2 separate regions of the Hordeum vulgare genome follow, and region 2 is linked to region 1. Evidence: chromatin contacts called from public Hi-C data. All regions are on one chromosome and are shown on one strand. The core of a region is the stretch at or near the end of the contact, and the rest is flanking DNA. Distances in the headings are between cores, read along the strand shown. Region 1 holds the start of LOC123402889 (serrate RNA effector molecule-like). Region 2 holds the start of LOC123404681 (eukaryotic translation initiation factor 5-like).

Region 1 (4,831 bases), core at 1,803-4,302:
GCATATAGCAGATCTAAAGAGAGGTTTAACTGAAATTCCAGCATTCTTCCGCAGTCCAGCTTCATTTATTTATTTCGGTTTCCTGTTAATGCAAATCGTGTAATAGGTGATAATTTCCATTGCTTGCTGAGGTTGGAAGAAGCATTGAGTTAGAATTTTTGTGTTGCACAGATAATGAGCGTTTAAGAAGGTTGTACACTGAAACTTTATTCAAGTTCACCAACCAGGTAGGTTGCTACTTACTGTAACACTGTGTGCACTTACGAGGCCACACAAAGGCTGGTGAATTTTTAAATTAGTATGATGACATAACTAAAATAGTTTTCATCATCCGACGTTAACTACTGGCTACAGATGAAATCAGTTAACTTGATGATCTTAGCTTGAGTTCGTATGCTGTCCTTTACAGTTGTGAGACTGAGTTCATGGGAGGACTATAGTTCTTGGGTTTTGACATCTCAGCCTCCAATGTAGTGTTTTTTTCGTGGAAACAGTTTGAACAAGTGCTCTGTAGCTGTTGATTGTAGTTCCTGTCCATTCTATATTAACTTCTGAATGGTACAATTTGGTCTGATTGTTTTTCTGTTTGCGGCTTGAAAGCTGACAATATATGAAGTTTAATGATAGGGCAAGGTGCTAGGTTTTAATATGCAGCATAATCATGCGATCATGCCCATCAAACTATGGACTACTTCTGATATGCTTGATGTTATTCAGATGAAATATCACACAGAAGCTCAAAGTCTGAAGGAAGAATTAGGAAAAGCAAATAGCAGATTGGTATCCATGGAAGAGGTAGTTAACTGCTTCCCAAGCATCTAGTTAGTCGATAAAATCAATCTAACACGAGTTTATCTACACACAGGAGCATAAGAGGGAGATCGAACAACTTAAGCATGACAATGAAATGAATTGCAATGCCCTGGAGAACAAACTCAGGTAAAGAAGAAGGTCTTTCATGTGAGGTGACATATTACTGTAGGGAGAACTGGAGATTCAGACCAAATTATCCTGTTGATTGTTTTGTGAAAACTGAAGCGCTAACTTCCGCTACAACCAGCTGCGCTTTTGTTCAGCAAGCTGCCGATGAAGCTTCGATAAAACAACTCAAGTTGGACCTGGGAGCTCATAAAGCTCACATTGACATGTTAGGTAGCAAGTTGGAGCAGGTGACTGCTGAAGCACATATGAAGTGTAATGCTCTAAACTTGTGTTCCATGCTGATCCCTTGGATCATCGCCTCTTATCTCTGATGATGTAAACACCCCCTTTGCTCGTGTTACAGATAAAAACGATATCCAGGATTTGCACGATGTGATCATGGTGGAACAGGAGGAGAAAGACGACACGCGAAGGAAGCTTAAAACTGCAGAAAATGAGCGTAAGTTTAATCTGGACCGGTGGGACCAAATAAACAAGTGTTTTTTTTTTTGCGAACCGTGCAGATTTCAAACACTTTTGGGTTGTTCGTTCACGCTTATTTGTGCCAGTTGCCCACTTGTTGACGGTGATTTCATCTTCCTCTTTTGATCCAGTGAGGATTCTGAAGATGAAGCAGGCAGATCAGCAAAGGGACACAGTCTCGATCCAGCACGTGGAGTCGCTGAAGCAGAAGGTCATGAAGCTCCGCAAGGAGAACGAGTCCCTCAAGCGGAGGCTGGCGAGCTCGGAGCTCGATTGCTCATGAGGGCCGGCACCACCCCTGCCGTCAGGTTTCGACTCATTGTAGCTTCCTTCCCCAATCCCCATGTACATTCACACACACCATATCTCGCCATCGGTGATTTTCTCGTGTCAAGACGAGAAACGGTACACCATGATATGGTCATACAATCAGGGGTTGCACAGTAAGACTACTGATTACTGGATGAAATGTATGTTCTGGAATGAGTGAGCTAGGGGCTATGGCACGTTGAGTTTCACACTTTGATGTTCTTCTTTTCCCGGGAGCATGCAGAGGGGAGCTCTGCATCTATGTAACATTCATGGCGTTCATGTCCAGGCTTCTTACCAAGCCCTGCATATTTTGAGAACTGGTGGAGACTGGAGAGTGTTGTGTTCAGAAGAAGTTGGTAAATGGCAGTGATAAATACAGTACATGCAGTACATGAAAGTGAGTTTGTATGCTGGAGTACGATGCGATCCCTCCATTGACTCCAGCCGATCTCATCTCCCCCTGCCTCTTGATGCGCTCCGTGGATCAGCGTTATGGCATCCGATATCGCACATCATTTTCTGGCAGCGTTTGGTGGCTTGCACTGCATTCACTGGTGTCTACTTCAGCATGTTTTTTTTTTTTTTTTTGCCATGTGCTCTGGAAACATCGAACACCATGCCATGCCCAATGCAATTTCTGCCACCGGGCACGGCCCAGGCCCGTCAGCCCGACGCGGCCCTCACGAAATCCGCCCCAGAGGCTACTACACTACAGCCTGGCACCCCTCCGCGGCGCGCGGCGTGGTGTGCTGTGTGCTGTGTGCCTGCGTGCCGTTTCCGCAGCTTTTTTCCCTCCCTCTCTCTCTCTCGCCCACTTCTTCTTCTTCCCCACGCCTCCTCCTCCTCCTCCTCTCCGCCCGCTAAACCTCGCCCGCCGCGCCGTCCGTACGTCCGGGCCACAGCCCGAACCCTCGGGAGCGCCTCCCCGTGCTCCCGCGCCAATGTGGGACGTCCCGCGCTCCTCTCCCGGCGACCAGCCCGCCCGCGCGCGCTCGTGGGCCGACGAAGTCGACGACGACGACGACGGCCTCCCTCTCCCGCCGCCCCCGCCGATCGGCTCCTCCCGCCCCGTGCGCCTCCTCGACTCCCGCTCGCAGGACGCCGCGCAGGACCAGGCGCTCCCTCCCCCTCCCCCGCTCGGCTCCTCCCGCCCCGAGCGCGTCGCCGACTCCCGCTCGCAGGACCAGGCGCTCCCTCCCCCTCCCCCGCTCGGCTCCTCCCGCCCCGAGCGCGTCGCCGGCTACCTCCTGGAGTCCGACTCGCCGCGTAGCGATGGGAGGAGCTCCAGCCCCGGACGCGGCCAGGGCGCGCGGCGCCGTGAACGCGGGAAGCCGTCGCCGGAGCGCGTGCATGTGCCGCTCCCGCCCCCTCCTCCCGTCGGCTCCTCCCGCCCACAGCGCGTTGCCTACCGCCTGGAGAGCGACTCGTCGCGCTCCTCCAGGAGCTCCAGTCCCGCAGAAATCATGGGGCCGCCGCTGCGGAGGTCGCCTTCGCGATCAAACGACGGGGAGAAGCGGCGCCGCTCCCCGCCGAGGAGGTCGCCTTCTCCCGACCGGCCCAAGCGGCCTCGAAGGGACGATGGGGCTGGCCGACGCAGCCCACCGCGCCGCGGGAGGTGAGGCTTCGGTACTTGGGCCCTTCCGCGCCATGCACTTCTAAACTAATATGTGTGTTTCTGCTCGTGTCTGGCCGGCGCTTGGTGTAGGTACGAGCGCGGCGGAGACGGCGGCAGGCTCGCCGGGCATCGCGCTCCAGGAGGTGAGCCAACCCTGATGAGCTTTCACGTTTTGGTCACATGCATTTCCAACCTGATTCGCTATGTCTCTGTCTGTGACAAGTTCGCGTGATCGGCGAAACAGAGTTTTGAGGGTTCTTGGCCTGTGGGGTGTTTTGAGGTGTTTTGAGGTAGTGAAACGATAGCTTGGCCTGGTCGAGACTAAGCTGCGAGACCCTGCTGATCCACCTTCACCTCGAAACATGTGGGCTTGATTTGAGATCAAGGGAAAACTTGTTTGCCATCTGTCATTCTTTTGCCCAAAGACTTGTAACTATCATGTGTGATTTTGTTGTCAGTTGAGCTGATCCTGGAGCAGTTACGAACGGCCTTCGATCCCAACCACGTGACCTGAAAGGGTTGTGGGGTTTAAGCTTTACTCGTGTTTGACATGAAAGGGTTGTGGGCTATGTGATGGTGTTGTACAGTTTGTTAGCTCTGCCCTCAGTCTCGTGCAATATGCACACTGTGGTGTTGTACAGTTTGTACATTATGCACAGTACTCCCTCTGTCAACTAATATAAAAGCGTTTAGATCACTACTCTAGTGATCTAAACACTCTTATGTTAGTTGATAGATCTAAACGCTCTTATATTAGTTGACAGAGGGAGTATCTATTTTATAACTGAAGCTATTCCTCAAAAGGGAATTTATAACTAAAGCTTGACTTGTGGGCTTCCTAGGTTGAACAACTGCTCCCAAGTCCCATCAATCAAGTGTATGCTAGTTAGTTCATAAGCGTTTGACAAATTGGAGTTAACATCACTATTTTTTTTTAGTGCCCTTTAGAAAAAGTAAAATGGGAGACCTGTGGTGTCATGATATGTTTTGTTACTTCTGGGTTTACCTCTAGTCTCGAACATCTACAATTCTTAGTATCAAGCATGTGAATTAATCTGTTCTACTACCAGCCTGCTTATGCAGAAGGAAACAACAGCTAGTGTTAACAGAGAAGCTTCATGCGTTTTCACATCATGTATTACTTGCTGACTTGCTGTTATTTCAGATGGGCCTAACTCGGGCTATGGTGCTTCCAGTAAGGTTCAAGATATAACCCAAAGCCAAAGGTATAGAAATTGCTGCCTTATAACGTATAGGTTTGATCTGCTTAGTATGTTATAATGTTAGTTCCTAAATTCTCAGCCATGTGTGTATTGTTTATCTTTCTCTTTCTCTCGGGTTACTTCTGTTTCCATTTTGAATCCCTGATAGATGAGACTTGCGCTGCATGTAATTGTATATGATTCTGAATATTTTCAGAAAAGGATTAATGACGTACAAACAGTTTATCCTAGCTCTTGAAGATGATATTTCACCAGCTGAAGCTGAGAGCAGGTAATC
Region 2 (4,476 bases), core at 840-3,339, 250 kb after region 1:
ATGCAAGACATAAATAACATCTTTTGCATTACTCTCCGCATGCAATGGTGACACATCATCAATTCATGCATATTAGTCATAAGTAGTTTTTTGCATTAGAGTTCATCCTTCATATTCTATTAGAAATTATATTTAAACTATAATTTTCACTCTCTTTTTATACGCTTTGTATTTTATTGTTTTTAAGCTTACATTCTCTTTCCATTAGCTTTAGAACATAAGCAAGTATGCATGCAAGACATAAATAACATATTTTGCATTACTCTACATATGTAACGGTGCCACATCATCCATTCATGCATATTAGTCATAAGTAGTTTTTTGCATTAGAGTTCATCCTTCATATTTTGTTAGAACTTACATTTGAACTATAATTTTCACTCTCTTTTTATACGCTTTGTATTTTATTTTTTAAGCTTACATTCGCTTTCCATTAGTTTTAGATTTTTTATAACAACTATTTATCCATATTTTAGTAATGTTCCCGCAACAATGCGCGGGGCATTATCTAGTTCACTCAATGTTGATGTCCATGTTGTGTAGCCTCCACGAGTTGTCGCGATGTATTACATGTCATAGGACAAACCATTGGCGCACATACATTGTTGGATGAAGCTTAAGAGACAGTATGTGTGGGATAACATGATCTACGATCCATCCATGAAAAACTTGTTGAACAACCGGTTAATCTCGTTGAATTTGAACTATTGTTGTACTAGACATATTTGCATGCTATTTATGGATGACTTGTGCTATTTTCTAACCAAACTTTGATGAATTCCGTCGTGTTTGATGTCATTCATCCAATTAGTTGAATCCGGTTCGAAATGTATGCGGGTAGCTTTGGATGGCCGGCTCCTGCATCCAATCTACACACAGGTGCAATGTCCGATTTGGTAGTCTATAAAACTAAAAAGATAATAAAACATGAGCTTCCACCCAAAACCCTCGTTAATAAAGGAAATTACAATCAAGACCGAATAACCCCCGGCTTGATGCCAACATCTATCACCTGCGTCCGACATGACACCACCGTAGCGGACATCAAAGAAAAAGGAGGCCATTTCACCTCTTCGCCCGAGCTCAACACAACTTCATCATTGATTTGCATCTTTTCAAATATCCAAATTAGCTTGTCAAAGTGGATATGCAAAGTAGTTTGTCAAAGTAGACCTCCACCTCAGCACGTGACGCTGTCGGATGAGAGAACCTTACCCCGCTAATCATTAATCACAAATCCATCGTCTTTCAGTAGACCATCGACACATGTTCCTAAACAACCTTCTATGCTTCGCATCGACGCAAGAACAAACATCGTTACAATAACAAATGCAATGACACAAGTCCACGATAAAGACGTCGCCGCTGCCACATCATCTTTCATTTGAACATGATTACACCTATATCCATCATCCTCCAAAAAAGGTAATGTCGTGTCGGGGGAAGAAGCCAAAGCTTCATCAAGTTACTACTAAAGGCCTAAAATCTAAAACTAAATTATCCACACGTGCGAAATCTCACGACCACCCTCGCCAGTGTCGGAGCCAGCATCCGACAAGATGGGGCTGCTGCTCGAGCTCCCATGTAGCATGTACATGAAACTGTATTAGAAAAAAAATAGATCAGTGAAGAGTTTGCTTGGACAAAACCTTATTAACATGTTCGCGCCTTAATCTTGTCCGGATTCTAAACTTGAGTTGGCTCCACCACTGACCCTCGTCCCGTCACGACGAAGGAAAGCCATGAGAGAACGGCATGAAAAGACAGTTATTTATTAATAAACAAAATCACATTTCTTTCTTTTCCGGGAAGAAAGAAAACACACATATCCGACCACACGCCACCTGCTTTCCATCGGTTTATATACATCACCGTACACGAACACGATCGGCCGTGTGCTGAAAGATTTCTCGACTAAACAACGCGTGGACGACATTTTCCTTTTGGCGAATATACGAGAATTTCGAACCTCTTGTTTCTTGCTGAGCTCTCCTCCGTTTATATCCTTTTTCCGTGTACGCGGAAAGCCGTTGGGTAGCACCGGACGAAAAGCCAGACTATGACACGATGATGAAGAAAATAAACAAAAGAAAAAAAATCCGAGAAAGAGAGGCGGTAGGAGAAGGCGAGCCGGGGACGGCAGCCCTAGCGGAGCCCCCCTTTACTTCTTCCGCTCCGCCTATAAAAGCCGCCCGCCTCTCCTCCCCCTTCCCAACCACTCCGTCGCCTCGCCGCCACCGCCCGCCCGCCCGCAGCCTCCGATCGATTTCGGTTTCGGTCCGCCCCCCCGCCCGCCGACGAGGTGAGAACGCCCCCGGCCCGTCCATTCCCGCCGTGTGCTCCCGTGCCTAGTATGTATCCGGCTCGATTTGCGATGTTTTCGGGGGTTGATTTGGTCTGGGTAGGAGGATCGGATCTGGATGCGTGTTGCGGTTGTAGGCATGGGGTCCTGGCGATCTGCTGTCGCCGGTCGTTGTGGGCTCGGCGGCCGCTAGGGTTTGCTTGGACGATTCCTTGGCCCGTGGCGGGTGCTCGACGTGAGGGTTTGCATCTCGATTGGGATCCGGTAGGGCTGTAATTTTAGCTCGAATGAACGTCGCCATACTGTGCCAGTTTTAACTAGACTTGTTTTTGTCATGTGATGTTCCCTGGTATGATCTCGTTTAGTCCCGATCCTGATTTAGTACTGTCTATTACCGCAAGGCAAGTTTAGATGGCATATCCTCTGTTATTATTGTACTTGACTTGTGGCTACACCTGTATGGATTGCTCTTGCCTATGTTTGATACTTCGTTGGTGAGCTTACATGTGAGAGGTTAGGTAGGTAGGTGCTGCTATCTTTTCTTATCTGTTTTAGTAAGATTTCCTATGTACATGGAGGCACGTGAATTGTTATTTGGAACTGTAATTATATTTGGATGTCTGGGATACTTTATACTTTATTTAGCAAGTTATATTCTGCTGTATGTTTTTTTTTGCTAGTAAATATGTTACAAGCCCCTTGTATGATGTAGTCATGTAGGTAGTAGTTGTAAGCAGTTGTTGTAATTAAGTGTTAGCTTGCTATTATGATTTGCATCTTTTGCTAGTAAAATATGTTACATGCCCCTTGTATGATATTGGTAATAGTTGTAAGCAGTTGTTATAATTAAGTGTTAGCTTGCTAGTATGATTGCATTTTTTGCTAGTAAAATATGTTACATGCACCTTGTATGATATTGATAGCAGTTGTTGTAATCAAGTGTTAGCTTGCTGTTATGATTTGCATTGTCCTAAACTGGATTAGCAAACTTCACTTTGAGTTCCTTTGGGTAAGTTTAGTCTGATTATCACTGTTACCTGGTTGTACACACTGTTCTTAGGTAACTTGTTTGTATGTTTCCTTGCACGTTGGTGGCTAATTCACATGCAATGTCTATTTAGCTGCTGAGTTGGTTGTGTATTTTGCTAGCTTTCCTTTGTTCAATGTTGCTTACTTCAGCCAGCTACCTGTGACATGAATTGATAATGTAGTCCTTCTCTTCAATGATGGTGTACATTTGTTTCAGTTTTTTGTAATCACACCTTACATGAATAATCACTAATGCCTGATCTTTCACTTGTTTTAAACCAGGTAGCAGCATCTGTTTTGCTGCAATCTGACAAAGTGGAGGGCTACGCTGAACCTTCTTTTATGTCTGAACAAGCATCGGTCTATTTGGGATCAGTTGGATTGCTGGGAGAGTACTCTCGTGCAACGAGAAAAAGGCATAAGTTTGTGCTCCCCTGCATGCATCAAGAGCCCATTAGGTTCTCTGGTTCTGAGAGTTCACTTGACACTGCCTGTGCTCAAAGCCACCTCCCTGCAGCTATTATTGCTTCTGAAATTTGCCACATCTGACGACATCTGCGGCAGAAGGATTTTCTCAAGATGGCGCTGCAAAACATTGGTGCTTCCAACAAGGATGATGCCTTCTACAGGTACAAGATGCCCAGAATGCTGACCAAAATTGAAGGACGTGGTAATGGCATCAAGACCAATATTGTGAACATGGTTGACATAGCAAAAGCACTTGCCAGGCCAGCTTCCTACACAACCAAGTACTTTGGGTGTGAGCTTGGGGCACAATCAAAGTTTGATGAGAAGACAGGAATCTCCTTGGTTAATGGTGCTCATGACACTTCAAAGTTGGCTGGTCTTCTCGAGAACTTCATCAAGAAGTATGTCCAGTGTTATGGCTGTGGCAATCCTGAGACGGAGGTCCTCATCTCCAAGAAAGAGATGATAACTCTGAAATGTGCTGCTTGTGGCTTCCTCTCGGATGTTGACATGAGGGACAAACTCACTACATTCATCCTGAAGAATCCACCAGAGGCAAAGAAAGGAGGCAAAGACAAGAAAGCTATGCGGAGAGCTGAGAAGGAGCGACTGAAAGAAGGTGAAGCAGCTGATGAGGAGATGAAGAAGCTCAAGAAGGATGGGAAGAAGAAAGGTGC

What was found. A called contact is a pair of places that touch in the nucleus more often than the background predicts.
Region 2: a contact with region 1 is called in a Hi-C map of seedling, with 4 times the contacts expected there. The contact joins the promoter of LOC123404681 here to the promoter of LOC123402889 in region 1. A contact is called at or near these places in 2 of 6 Hi-C or Micro-C datasets (leaf and seedling) and 1 of 1 datasets of contacts at active chromatin or transcription factors (embryo).

What each region holds. Positions count from the first base shown.
Region 1 is chr6H:64,295,172-64,300,002 of MorexV3_pseudomolecules_assembly, forward strand. LOC123402889 (serrate RNA effector molecule-like) reads left to right here and starts at 3,053. Exons shown (of 11, transcript XM_045096856.1): 1 at 3,053-3,474; 2 at 4,497-4,557; 3 at 4,751-4,825. The coding sequence starts at 4,761. LOC123401889 (protein At-4/1) reads left to right here. Exons shown (of 8, transcript XM_045095748.1): 2 at 1-23; 3 at 172-227; 4 at 718-795; 5 at 866-939; 6 at 1,061-1,194; 7 at 1,286-1,381; 8 at 1,536-1,890. The coding sequence ends at 1,687.
Region 2 is chr6H:64,548,808-64,553,283 of MorexV3_pseudomolecules_assembly, forward strand. LOC123404681 (eukaryotic translation initiation factor 5-like) reads left to right here and starts at 2,090. Exons shown (of 2, transcript XM_045098619.1): 1 at 2,090-2,302; 2 at 3,614-4,476. The coding sequence starts at 3,911.